Linked DNA regions of Anas platyrhynchos: region 2 is linked to region 1. Evidence: chromatin contacts called from public Hi-C data. All regions are on one chromosome and are shown on one strand. The core of a region is the stretch at or near the end of the contact, and the rest is flanking DNA. Distances in the headings are between cores, read along the strand shown. Region 1 has its middle 20 kb from the start of ATP10B. Region 2 overlaps LOC110352617 (a long non-coding RNA gene).

Evidence for each region. A called contact is a pair of places that touch in the nucleus more often than the background predicts.
Region 2: a Hi-C map of F1 follicle shows a contact between it and region 1, with 2.4 times the contacts expected there. The contact joins two enhancer-like sites. A contact is called at or near these places in 2 of 8 Hi-C or Micro-C datasets (F1 follicle and liver).

The regions. Positions count from the first base shown.
Region 1 is chr14:19,509,783-19,515,953 of IASCAAS_PekinDuck_T2T, reverse strand. No RefSeq gene overlaps it. Among named protein-coding and RNA genes, the nearest start is that of ATP10B, 20 kb to the left of the region's middle. Within about 2 kb of position 3,578, at least 2 of the 8 cell types and tissues checked have an H3K27ac peak or open chromatin away from gene starts, as enhancers often do.
Region 2 is chr14:19,626,640-19,632,810 of IASCAAS_PekinDuck_T2T, reverse strand. The region is part of intron 3 of LOC110352617 (a long non-coding RNA gene); the gene reads left to right. Among named protein-coding and RNA genes, the nearest start is that of PTTG1, 44 kb to the left of the region's middle. Within about 2 kb of position 3,025, at least 2 of the 8 cell types and tissues checked have an H3K27ac peak or open chromatin away from gene starts, as enhancers often do.

The DNA of each region.
Region 1 (6,171 bases), core at 2,329-4,828:
ATAATTCAGCCTTCACTAACTGCACCTGGCACTAGCCACTTCAGAGATTCCTCTGATAAGCACTCTGAGCATCAGCTTTCAAATGGCCCTGGAAATGTCATTTACGCATAATGCAGAAGGCACAGCCACTGAGTTAATAACATCCCCTACAATATGAGAGATCCTGATACCGTCTACCTACTTCTGTACCTCTTCCTCATGCCTGATTAGATGGTACAATTCAGTATTATGTTCAAATTCTGGATGCGTGGTAACTTCTCCAGGGGGTCTGCAGCTCTTGAATCACCTCTTCTCATTGCTGAGTTTCAGGTCACTTTAACCACAAAGGACACAGGTCAGTGATGCCTTGTGCACAGTGAAATAATAATAATAATAATAATAATAATAATAATAATAATAATAATAATAATAATAATAATAAAGTAACAGAATTATTTCCCAAAGTAACTGTATGGTATGGTAGTAAATCTCTGATAAGGGGATATTTCTAGGTAAACTGGAGGTGAGTACAAGTACTGTTTGCAGAAATGTATCATTGGAGAGAGAGCAGCTGGGATGAGGGGTGCGTGAAAAAATATATTTTTTCCACATAGATTTATGATGGGGAAACTGCAGTACATAGCAGGTCACCTCACTTGTCACTGAAATACTGTCTCCTGTAGAGTAGAAAGTAGTCACCAATTAAGAGCCAATAGCAACATTATAATAACAGCTTTGAGCAAGGGATTTTGAGAAGTCATAAGGGGGGTTTTAGGTAGGCAGAATGTAATTATCCATTTGGAATTCAGCCAGATACACACAAGTCTCTAAACTCTGCATTTGCTGCCAATCTCAGTAACACTGCATCACCACAGTTTACAACAGCAGTAATTGCTAGGCAGATCACAGATTAACCACTAGGTACCTCATGAGCTATTTGTAGGATGGTTATAGCAAACCCTGCTGTCTGGGAAGAAGAAAGACAGAGAAGCATCAGGCATCATGACAAACTCTCTGCTACTTTGAAGTCAAGGGCAAAACCTTTTTCACGCATTAGATATGTAAAAAGTTATTTGGCATATCAACCTTCTCGCAAGCAACTGCAGCCATCTGGCTTCCTTTCAAGCCTCCCGCCCAGACAGCTCCTTTATTTATATAGCCCCTGGGGAACCTCACACAGCTCCAGCAGACTGACAGGGTACTTTCCCCTCTCTGTTCTGATCAGCCTATATCTGTGCTTTGGCTCACAGTAGCTTTCTGTTTCCAGACATGCTGCTGAAGCTGGAAACAAGTGCCAACTGAATTGGATCTTTTCAACAAGACACACTTGAAGCTACATTCTCTGCACTTAACAGGCCATCTACAATCCTCTGGGCACATGCTCACATTCTGTTTTCCTGCTACCACCGGATTTTCCATGCTGCTATTCACTTCAGAAGACAAGCATATTATCCATACTAGCATGATGAGTTGGAAAGAAGCCCTTAGAGTCCATCCAGATCACTTCACCTAGTTAGTGTTGTACTCAGTGATGTTCTTTTCACCCAGTCTCTTCAAGCACTATTTTGAAGAGAACAACATAGTAGAAAGTGCAGCAAGTAAAACCCTCCCCAGGTCCTGTTTTCCCTACTGACTTACTAGACACAGCATAAGTGATTTCTGCTGCTTTCTCAATATCTTATCTTTCAAGGAATGGTTAGAGTTTGAAGACTGCTCTGTGAAAAACAGAGATTCATAAGAGAAAAGGTACAATACACTTGGAGCACTTTTCTTATGACTAGATGAGATTCCTAATCACTTCATTTATAAACATATAAGATCTGTATGATTCGTTCTGTATGTCCTTCATTTTCATTGGATGAGCTGGGTCTGAATTGAGAGAGTAAAATTTTGGAATCTCTTGCAAGGTTATGCTTTCACTTTTAGACTCACGGAATAATTTAGATTGGACAGGACCCCTTAAGGTCCAAACCCCACACTGAAGAGCAGGGCCAACTTCAGAGTTAAATCAGGTTAGCTGAGGCAGGGGAAGTTTAGGCTTGACATCAGGAGGGGGTTCTTCACAGAGAGAGTGGTTGCACACTGGAACAGGCTCCCCAGGGAAGTGGTCACTGCACCGAGCCTGACTGAATTTAAGAAGAGATTGGACTGTGCACTTAGTCACATGGTCTGAACTTTTGGGTAGACCTGTGCGGTGTCAAGAGTTGGACTTGATGATCCTTAAGGGTCCCTTCCAACTCAGGATATTCAATGATTCTATGATTCTAGGTTACTCAGGGCCTCGTCCACACAAGCTCTGCATATTTCCAATGACAGAGGCTGTACTTACATTTAAGACATTCAAAGACTTGCAAACCAGAGATCTGACAAGGATAGTGATTCTTGTCTGTGACTGTAATAGCTCTAGGGAGATACAGCCAAAATACCTAAACTCAGATTCTAATCTTCCTTTAGCTAAAAGGAAAGGTGAGAGTTCTGCAAAGGCTGATTTGAGAGAATCTATACAAGAAGCCTTTCTCTTCTAATTATCTAAGCTGTCTAGGGAAATAAGCCTACCAGCAAAATGTTTTAAATTAAACGTATGTTTAGGAAGTGCAAATGTACAAAAGACAAAAAACAATTTCTTAAATATCAAGAAAACCTTGGAAAAGTAGCACCCTTGACTATCACTGTAGCACTATAAATGTCCGGAGATGACACTGATGAACATATTTAGAAATGTCCCCAACAACACATTGCCCTCTCTGCCTCAAACAACAAAGCTAGTTACACACAACATAAACTGCAAAATATGGCTGATCTGGGAGAGGTGGGCATGAACTGAAAGTTATCCTCTTATAGGCACTTTTACTAGAGTGAAAGAAAATTGGACAAAGTAGAAAAAGTAGATGAGGAAAAATAAGGTACTTCTCTCTCTGCATTGAGAATCCATTCCATGCTTCAGAGAAGCACAGATTACAGGGCAAACATTTCTGTAGCCAGATTGCAACATGACTCTAGTTTATTATGGGTAGGGTGCTCTTCTTTTTAATTATCAGTGCAACACACATTTTAGGCCTGTCAACCTTGACAGAATGTCTTTAATTAGCTACCACATCAGAAACGGAACACCTAGGTTATTTCCAACACAAAGTAGTTAAGCTATAGCATAATGATTCAGCACAGTTTAGGTGGATTCAAGGAATTATGCAGTAAAAAATTAACATCCAGGGAAGTATATTTCTTTTCATTCAGAAATTAGCTGCAGAAATGTCTTTAGTGCAACTCATTTGACACCATTTTCATTTTAATTAACTAAAAAGCTTTTTGCAGGAGGCTGCTAAATTTTTAATTCTGAGTTTAATCTAAAGCTCAGGTAATGGATACAACAGATCTCAAACTATATACTCAGATCAGGATACAATCAGAATCAGATTGACGTAGAGTGCAGGTCTGACAAAACTGGAAAAAAATCAGTCAGAAAAGTCAAGACTACATTTTGAGGCTGAACCTTCTTCTGTTGTACCACATTTTTGTGGTCCTGTAATGGTGACTAATGAGTCCAGGCCTGATGAGAGAAGATTAGAGGAGTTCCAGTCACACCAACGGCATCCACCTTTAGCAGAGAGCTTTGGGTAAGTGTTGCAAGAGAGATGCCAAAGCTGTAAGGGGAGCTTGAGGGGAGCCTTACAGCATAAGTGCTCTAAGCTGTATTACAGTTGTGAGCTGTTCCTATGAGATCATAGTAAGGATAAGGATTAAAAATGAAGTTAACCCTCCCCGGCCCTCTCCCCAATAAGTGCACAGTAAATAGTTTGAAGTTTTTTAAGCTGTTATTTGACTGTCAGCAAACAAGAACCACAGATAAATTCATGAATATTAGATAAATTAGATAAATTATTTGAACTACAGCAGCAGTACATTTGTCATTTTCTGGCAGAAATCTTTTCCCTTGCTCCTTGGACAATTCCAGCTAGTTGAGCAGAAACCAGGCACCACCATCTCCTCACTGTCCACCATCTCTCTGATTGAAATGATTTATTTTATTCTTTGAAGGAAGCCCACATTTGAAAACTATGAGGGCAGACCAAGTTTAAAGACAGCAAAACATCATAAAGCAGTTATGTTATGTTGTTTGCCTGGAAGGACTGCTATCAAGTCCACTAATACCAGCAGTGTCCATGCCACTGAAAGAAAAAAAAATACATGTAGAAAACTTTCTTATGTGTTTTTCTGTATCAATCATCCCAGCTGTCATTTATTATTAGATTTTATTTAAAGGACAGGCTAAGTGGAAGGAAGCAAAACATTATATGATATTTTCATTTTTCAGACTTCTGATTGCAAAGTAATATATTCATTTAGCAGCCAAGACTGTCACAGAAGTCAGGCTAAACATTTTAGATGTTTTCTGTGGGCTTTCAAATGGAAAGAAGGGCTTGCAGCCAAGCAATGTGTTTGAAACACAACAAAGGATTGCTGGTAGCAATGCAAGATAAACTTTCCAGTTATTTCTGGTTTTTGTTTGCAGCTTTTTCTTTTTCTTTTTTTCTTCCTCTCCTTCCCCCCCTCCCCCCCCCCCCCCATCAATGCCCCTGGACAAAACACTATATTATTGCTATCTAGAGCCCTAGGGGTCAAATATTGCTTAGGTCACTCGTCACTCAGTAAGCATGACTGCACAGAAGCTCTTGTTTACAAACCTAGGGAACTGGGTCACCAAATGGCAGCATCATTTGGCACGGACGGAAGTCTGTGCTGGGGATGAGCTCCAGATGTCATAGGTCAGCCTCACAGCTGCTTGAGAAGCTCACAGGGCATCTCAAGGCCTATCTTTGGCTGCTGTACTGGTTGTAGTGAATCAGGTTTCAGCAGAGCCAGGTATTTGAGGAGACCAGCAACCTATAGCTGAGGCTGTGTTTTCAAGTGTTCTTGGCAACATGTCACTCTTGCTGAGAAACCAGGCAGATTTTCAAAAGAGCCCAGAATGGAGTCTAAAACAAGGTCCTGACAGTCTGCTAGCTTCCCAAGGAAGAGAGTTTTTCTGAAAAGATTTGTAACCCCTTAGTCAGTCACCACCATCCACCAGAGACCAGGCCAAATATGCTTAGAAAAAAGTTAAAGGAAAGAGGCTGGGTTCCCAGAAGTTTTTCTAGGTTACACTCAGCAGAGAACTGATGGCCTGTTAGGGATTATTCAGAATTTACTCCATTCTGTTTTCTCCAATAATTTCAGAAACCAGCAGATATGAGAAACTAACATACAGAATGGCAACAGCTTTCCTGACCTTTTCCTATTTTCTCTGTGAAATCTGTGCTCCCTTTAGTACTCAAGCTCTCCAGATACAGATCAGAGGAAAAAGGTACTTCAGATCAATAAAAGCAAACTTGCAAACAGGATAGCCTTCCAAGCAGTTGCCACTTCATTTTTGTGGTCATCTGTTGATGTATTCATCTGTGCTCCTGTGTTGCACATACATATATATATATATATTCATCTGAAATGTGTTAATACAAGGCTCACTAACAGCCTTTTTTTTTTTTTTTTTTTTTTTTAAGCAAAAACCCCATTGCATGTGCTTAGGTAGGAAGGAAGATGACAGCAGTGATGCTCCTTTGTTTTTCTGACATGAAGGTTTGTGTCTCAGTAGATTTATGTCATATGGACACTGTTCATCCTCCTGCAAAAAATACATTCTTTTCTTGTTATCTGGCATGACTGTCCTCAAGCTCCCTCATTACAATAATCTGAAAAACATAATCACAGTTTTACAGGTGCAGCTAGAAAAAGGCACTTAACAAAAAAGTAACAGGTTTAAAGACAGACTGATCAGTTTAGAGAGGCTGCAAATAAGGATGTTTCAGAGTTACAGTTTGTTGTATTTGTTTAGAGAAAAGGGATCTTATTCTTAAGCAGCAGATTTAAAACTCTTGGCTTAAATCAGAAGAAAAGTCTCAGGCTCTGTGTTCATCCCTTGCACCATTTAAAAGATGAAGTATTTTAAAATCCATTTTGTATTCTTAATCTTCAGACCACTTCAAAACATCCCACAGCAGAAAGAGGCAGCAATAACTTCAGGATTTCTGTGTCTATTTGGCAGCAAGGGAGATTTACTCTTCAAGCTGTAGCAGCATACCTATTCCACCATTAATTACGTAATTTTCCTGTGAATGCTATTCCACAGGAAAAACAGCATGTTTATAATTATTAATA
Region 2 (6,171 bases), core at 1,776-4,275, 120 kb before region 1:
CAAACAGGTGGGCAATTTCTGAGGTCAATTTTGAGTCTTTTAAGAACAGCTACTATGGAGAAGTTGGCCCTAAAAATAGCAAGGGGATTAGTATCCCTGGTTTTAACCAGTGAAGTGAGCAGACTCAGCAGCAGGTATCCAAGGTATAGGCAACTCCATGAAGCCATAGAGGCAGTTCTGCTCCTTTCTGTATCGTTGAATAACCAGTTCTCAGCTTTTTGCCCCACAAGTTACAGTTGGCTCACACAGCCTTCAGCAGTGGAGCAAACAGCCTCCACCACCTCCAGTGGTACTGAAAAGACATGCTGCCTTGGAATCTGTGAGGGAAGGAGGGAATTGGCAGCCAGCTCTGTCTGCCATAGGCACAGCTGCCTGGTACAACCCATCTCCTGCCATCTTCTGCAGTCAGCTCCAGCTTGGGCCAATCCATGGCTGTGAGAAGGACCAGAGTGAAAGGCAGGGCTGTCTGCTATCCTACTTCATATTTTTTTTTGCTCAGAATTCAGCAAACGTTGAACATCTAATCTTGATTCAAGCCAGGGAGTGTATCGCAGCTCCAAAGTAACTAAGTAGAGAGACCAGCCATTTCAGGGTAATATGCGTAACCTGTTGGATGGTGTCGGGGAGGGCAAAACCTCAATTTCCCACAGTCAGTGATGACATAATTACATCATAACTGACAAAGCTGCTGCTTTTAGGAGGATAAATTTCCCAAGGGCAATACTAAGATGACGAGCTTTCAGTTCTGATGTGCCATTTGCTGTTTCTCCTTGTGTTGATTTTTATAGCAGTTTCTGTGGAAAAAGTAGCTGCTCAGTAAAATTAATGTGGCAGAATCAGACCCTAAGATGGGGTCTAGGATTTCATCAGTGAGCTTTTCACATATTTGAAAAATCATATTCATGTTAGGACAGAGCATTTATCAACTACCAATTTGCTTCCCAGCCCACATCACAAAAACTTCACCTGGGGATCCTTGCACTGCTCCCAGAAGCTATTGACAGAAGCTCCTTGGAGCTAAAGCAGAAGAGACAATTTACTGGGACTAAAGTTTAAAAAATACTTCTTTCTAATACAAATTATCTATGATGAATTATCACAAGAGATCTCCAAATATAGATTAGGTTAGGATATAAGCTCAACAATTTATACCCAGCAACCCTTAATGGCTGTGCATATGCAGCCCCCTTGCTCTGCGACCCAGGAGAATGGCTTCTTAATATTTCTCTTAAAGACTTAACTGTTTTTGTTGGGTTTCCTGTAAATTCACAGGGTTTCATTTGCAGCCAAATTGCAACAAAAACCACATAATGATTAGGAAGCCTTGCACGTAGATACAGAAAATGCAGTCACAAGATTGCTAAATAGAAATCGCTCCATCTTTAAATGATCATGAGCTGTCAGCTGTTTCTTTGTTTGGTTATTACAGACACATATAAAACATTTGATTGAATGCTCAAGTTTTCACCATATAGAATCTAGACGGATGTCTGACAAAATAGCAAACACTCCTCATTCCACCCCTCCTCAAAAGCCCCTTCCTGCTTCGGCTGAATTTCTCCCTGTATTGAAGCCAGTGTTTCATGGACTAAATTGGACAAAGCAAGCAAACAATTTTCCTTGCATTGATTTCCAAATCAAATCGTTGTTAATCACATCAATATTCCCAGCCGATTCAACAGCCTCCGAGGCCAGCTTTCCGTCTCAAACAAGCTCCTCTGCATGGATGCCACAGACCCCTCTGTGTGTGCTGAGATGTGCTATTAATTATTGCTGGAAACATTCAGGTCTGATTCCCTCACCTTTTCTTTCTCCCCTCCTCCCCCTCACACAGCAAGGAAGAAACAGAAATCTCGCTCTACCTGACACTGAATTTCTGACCTCTGTTGGTGATGTTAAGGAGCAGCTGCCCTGTGCTAAAACACAGATCTTGTGCCTCACTGGCTTGCCTGTAAGCAACTGCAATAAATACCTCAGTCTCCAGGAAGCATGGCAGACACTTCATGGTGGACAGCCACTAATTTCTGGGGCTAAACTCTGCTATTTTGTGGTACAAGCCTCAGAGGATTTGAGCACCTGCCTCCTCACTGTGCTGACTGTAAACCAGAAACCTGGTCCTGCAGACATGGACCAAGGGATTGATTCCAAAGCCACAGGCATCTCTTTATGTTCAGTGAGCCACCTCTCATGCTTTACGTTAAGGCAGAGCCCGTGCTTTGGGAAGGTGGACGGCGGCATGAGCAGTACCAGTGTGGGCAGCACAGAGGGGCAAGTGAGTCAGCTCCTGCCCCACGGCAGGACTTCCTGAGGTTGGAGCTCTCCTGTGGCAATGGACAACTCCTTCCCTCCTTTGCCAAAGAGACTGCAGCAAGAAAGAAAAGGTGACGGGCTCGAACATGGGCGCTTCCAACAACCCCAGCAATCCACACACACACAGACATGCAGAGCCCATTGTGCTCTGAGTAGAGGAGCCCGTCTGAGACTGATGAGGCTGATGGTCAGTCTGAAGAGGGGACGGGAGGCCACACTTGGCCACCAAGATTCTTCCTGCCAGTGAGCCACAGCTCACCAGAGCGCTGTGTGCACATGGGCACAGCAGGTTGGGAGTGCAGGTTGGGAGAGCATATGCTGCCCATTCAACATGTAATAAATTTACCCTGTCAATAAGCAAGACTTTGGGATTGCATCTCTTAGGAAGGGCACATTAATTAAAAGCATGAACTAATTAACCTTCCTGCTCTTTGCCTGCTCCTCTGGAAGGGCAATGAGGCTCACCCCACTGAACTCTACTGCCATGGATTTGCTGGTCCCCATGCACTGCTCTGGGGTGGCTAGGGTCTGAGGGATCTACTGCATCGTGAGGCCAGTGATGGCTGATGGTGCTGCCTGTAAAAGTGTTCTCTTGCCAAAGTTGTCTGTGGTCTGGCTACAGAATGGCCTGAGATCAACCTATGGAATGTAGAGTGGGGCCACCAGCTGAGGCTGAGGCTGGCATGGGGTTTTGAAAGGTCTAGAGATGCCCTGGAGATGGTGTCCTGGTTTCAGTTAGAACAGAATTAATTTTCTTCCTAGTAGCTGGTGGAATGCTGTGTTTTGGCTTAGGATGAGAAGAGTGCTGATAACACCCCGATGTTTTAATTGTTGCAGAGCAGTGCTTATACTAAGCCAAGGACATCTCAGCCTTTTGCTCTGTCCTGCCAACGGGCAGGCTGGGGGTGCAGTAAGAGCTGGGAGGGGACGAGGGATGGCAACGAGGTGAGGCAGAGAGAGCTCTAGAAAGAGATCCCAGCTTCTCTTGAGATGGTGAAGCTCAATTTAGGGAGTGCTATGTAACAGACAGCCCTCTGAACTACCCCTTAGCAGTGTGGCTTTGCATAGCCTTAGAGAAACTTTAGCAAAGGGTAAAGAAATCAGGGTTAACTTCAGATCTGCCCAGCTTATCCTGCCAAAAACTGCTGCACTGCTTCCTCTGCAGACAGCAGAGGATGTGCACGGCCTGCTGGAAGCATCGTGAGGTTCTCTGGTGGTTGCACAGTCAGCTCATGTTGGTGCTACAGCTGGCTTCATCCTGTGAGAACTATTCTTAATTCTCTTGCTGTCACATTTTCCTATCTGTTCACTGTATACTAAATTGCATGTTCTTTGATAATAAAGGTTTTCTCCTTCAGAAGTTCCTGTTTGCACAGTGGGTTCTGTATTATGCTATTTTCTGAATAATCATTTTCTTAATGTGAAACTGAAAAGAGACCCCAAGCAGCTACCATGAGGAAAGGAAGATTCTCACAGAACAAATCACCACGGTTTCAGTTAAATTTCCCTGTAAATGCCTGTTACTTCTGCAGCTTCCTGGGAAGGCAGTGCAAGGAGAATTATCCTGCTCTGGTTTTACCTGCTGACCGTACAAAACAGTTTCCTCAGCATGCTGTCAGGTGGTGGGGTGGAGCCGATGCAGTCACTGTATTCTGTTTAATAGAGCTGATATTCAGATCAAATGATGTCCCTTGTCACAGGTGTAATTTCATCCTTCTACAGCATTTGCCAGGAACGGCGTAATGACCTCATTGTTAGATACTGTGCTTGACTCATTGCTTTAAAATGTGTTAGCACTTTGTTTGCAATAGGTTTGGTGGCTTAAACAGTCTAGGTGCTGAATTTTTAGTGGTAACAATAAGGTATTTTATTTGTATTTGAAGGAGGATCAGGAAGTACAGGTGCCCTGTGAGAAAGCTTGTCTATGTGAGACCAAGTTCAGTTTTGCAGCCCTGACGGACCATGCCAGCACCCTTTTTTTAGGTGACTGAAAATGTCGTAGTTACTGCAGGTGATTTGTCATTTAGTGAAGTTATGGAAAATACTCTGGGGGCTCTGACAGCACATGGGTGAGTTTTCCCTTCAGAGAGTCCGGCCAGCAACAGGGTCTAATCTCAATGCAAAGGGAGAAAAATCCTGCCTGTGCTGGAAGCATCTTTAAATCAATGACAGTGATGTTTCCTGGGAGGGTGCTAAATAGACACAGCTCTAATGTGTGTAATTAACAGTGAAATTGAAACCCGAGCAAGTGTCCCATAATCATCCTGTGAAGACTGTTCAGAAAAAAAAAAAAAAGAAAAAAAAAAAAAGAGAGAAAAGTTTAGAAGCTTCACAGTATTCCCATGTTGCAGCTGGGGTCTGGGCTTCCCCCTGGGCAGGACTCCCTGGTGGTGTGTTGGGAAGGAAGGCAAAGTTTTAAGGGAGGGACATTTGAGGGGATCTGGAGAGGAGAGGAGAGATTTTATTTTTAAAGCTGTACACACAAGATTCTGCTTCCTCTGAAACTGGAAATTGTCTCACAGCAACATATGCTAATTCATGAGATTAATTTCATTCACTGAAATGTGCAGTAGAGTAATTTCACCCTACTTTTGAATGCAAATTGTAATTCAGCCTTAACTATGGTGGTGTTCCCATTGCACAGGGATGAAGAATGTCTATAATTTTTACTTCGCTATTGCTTTTAACAAAATCTTTCTTCAATAAGCTTCCTCTCATCTGGCAGCAGCCGAGGTGCAATAGGTTGCATTTTAGTGTTGCAGAGGGGTTGGCTCCCCTGGTCAGGGAGTTGTCACCAACAGGGCTGGGGGGCTCCTGGACACCTGGGGGCTGCAGCAAGGGCACAGCATGACTTAGAATTCCCTTCCTGTTTTGTTCCATGGTCGAGCTGTTTTGTGCAACTTGCAGCAGAGGCCTATTAAGGCATACCCAATATCTGGTATATTTTCATTTTGATTTAGATGAGAAATTAATTAAAAAATGGGAGAATTTTACAGAATAACAGGATTGTCTAGGTTGGAAGAGACCTCCAAGATCACCTAGTCCAACCTCTGACCTAACATTAACCAGTCCTCTGCTAAACCATATCACTGAGCTGTACATCTAAACATCTTTTAAAGACCTCCAGGGATGGTGACTCAACCACTTCCCTGGGCAGCCTATTCCAGCGCCTAACAACCCTTTCAGTAAATCCTAATATCCAACCTAAACCTCCCCTGGTGCAACTTTAGCCCATTCCCTCTCATCCTGTCACCAGGCATGTGGGAGAATAGACCAACTGCTACCTCGCTACAGCCTCCTTTAATGTACCTGTAGAGAGCAATAATGTTGCTCCTGAGCCTTCTCTTCTCCAGGCTGAACAAGCCCAGCTCCCTCAGCCGTTCCTCATAACATTTGTTCTCCAGACCCCTCACCATCTTCGTTGCCCTTCTCTGGACTTGCTCGAGCACCTCGATGTCCTTCTTGTAGTGAGGGGCCCAAAACTGAAAAAAATCCTCGAGGTGTGGCCTCACCAGAGCCGAGTACAGGGGGACGATCTCTTCCCTAGCCCTGCTGGTCACACTGTTTCTGATACAAGCCAGGATGCCGTTGGCCTTCTTGGCCACCTGAGCACACTGCTGGCTCATATTCAGCTGACTATCAACCAATACTCCCAGGTCCTTCTCTGCCTGGCAGCTTTCCAACCACTTATCTCCCAGCCTGTAGCTCTGCTTGGGGTTATTGCACCCCAGGTGCAGGACCCGGCACTTGGCCTTGTTGAACTTCATACAGTTGACCTCAGCCCATCAGTGCAGCCTATCCAGATCCTCCTGCAGAGCCTTCCTACCCTTGAGCAGATCGACACATGCACCTAACTTGGTG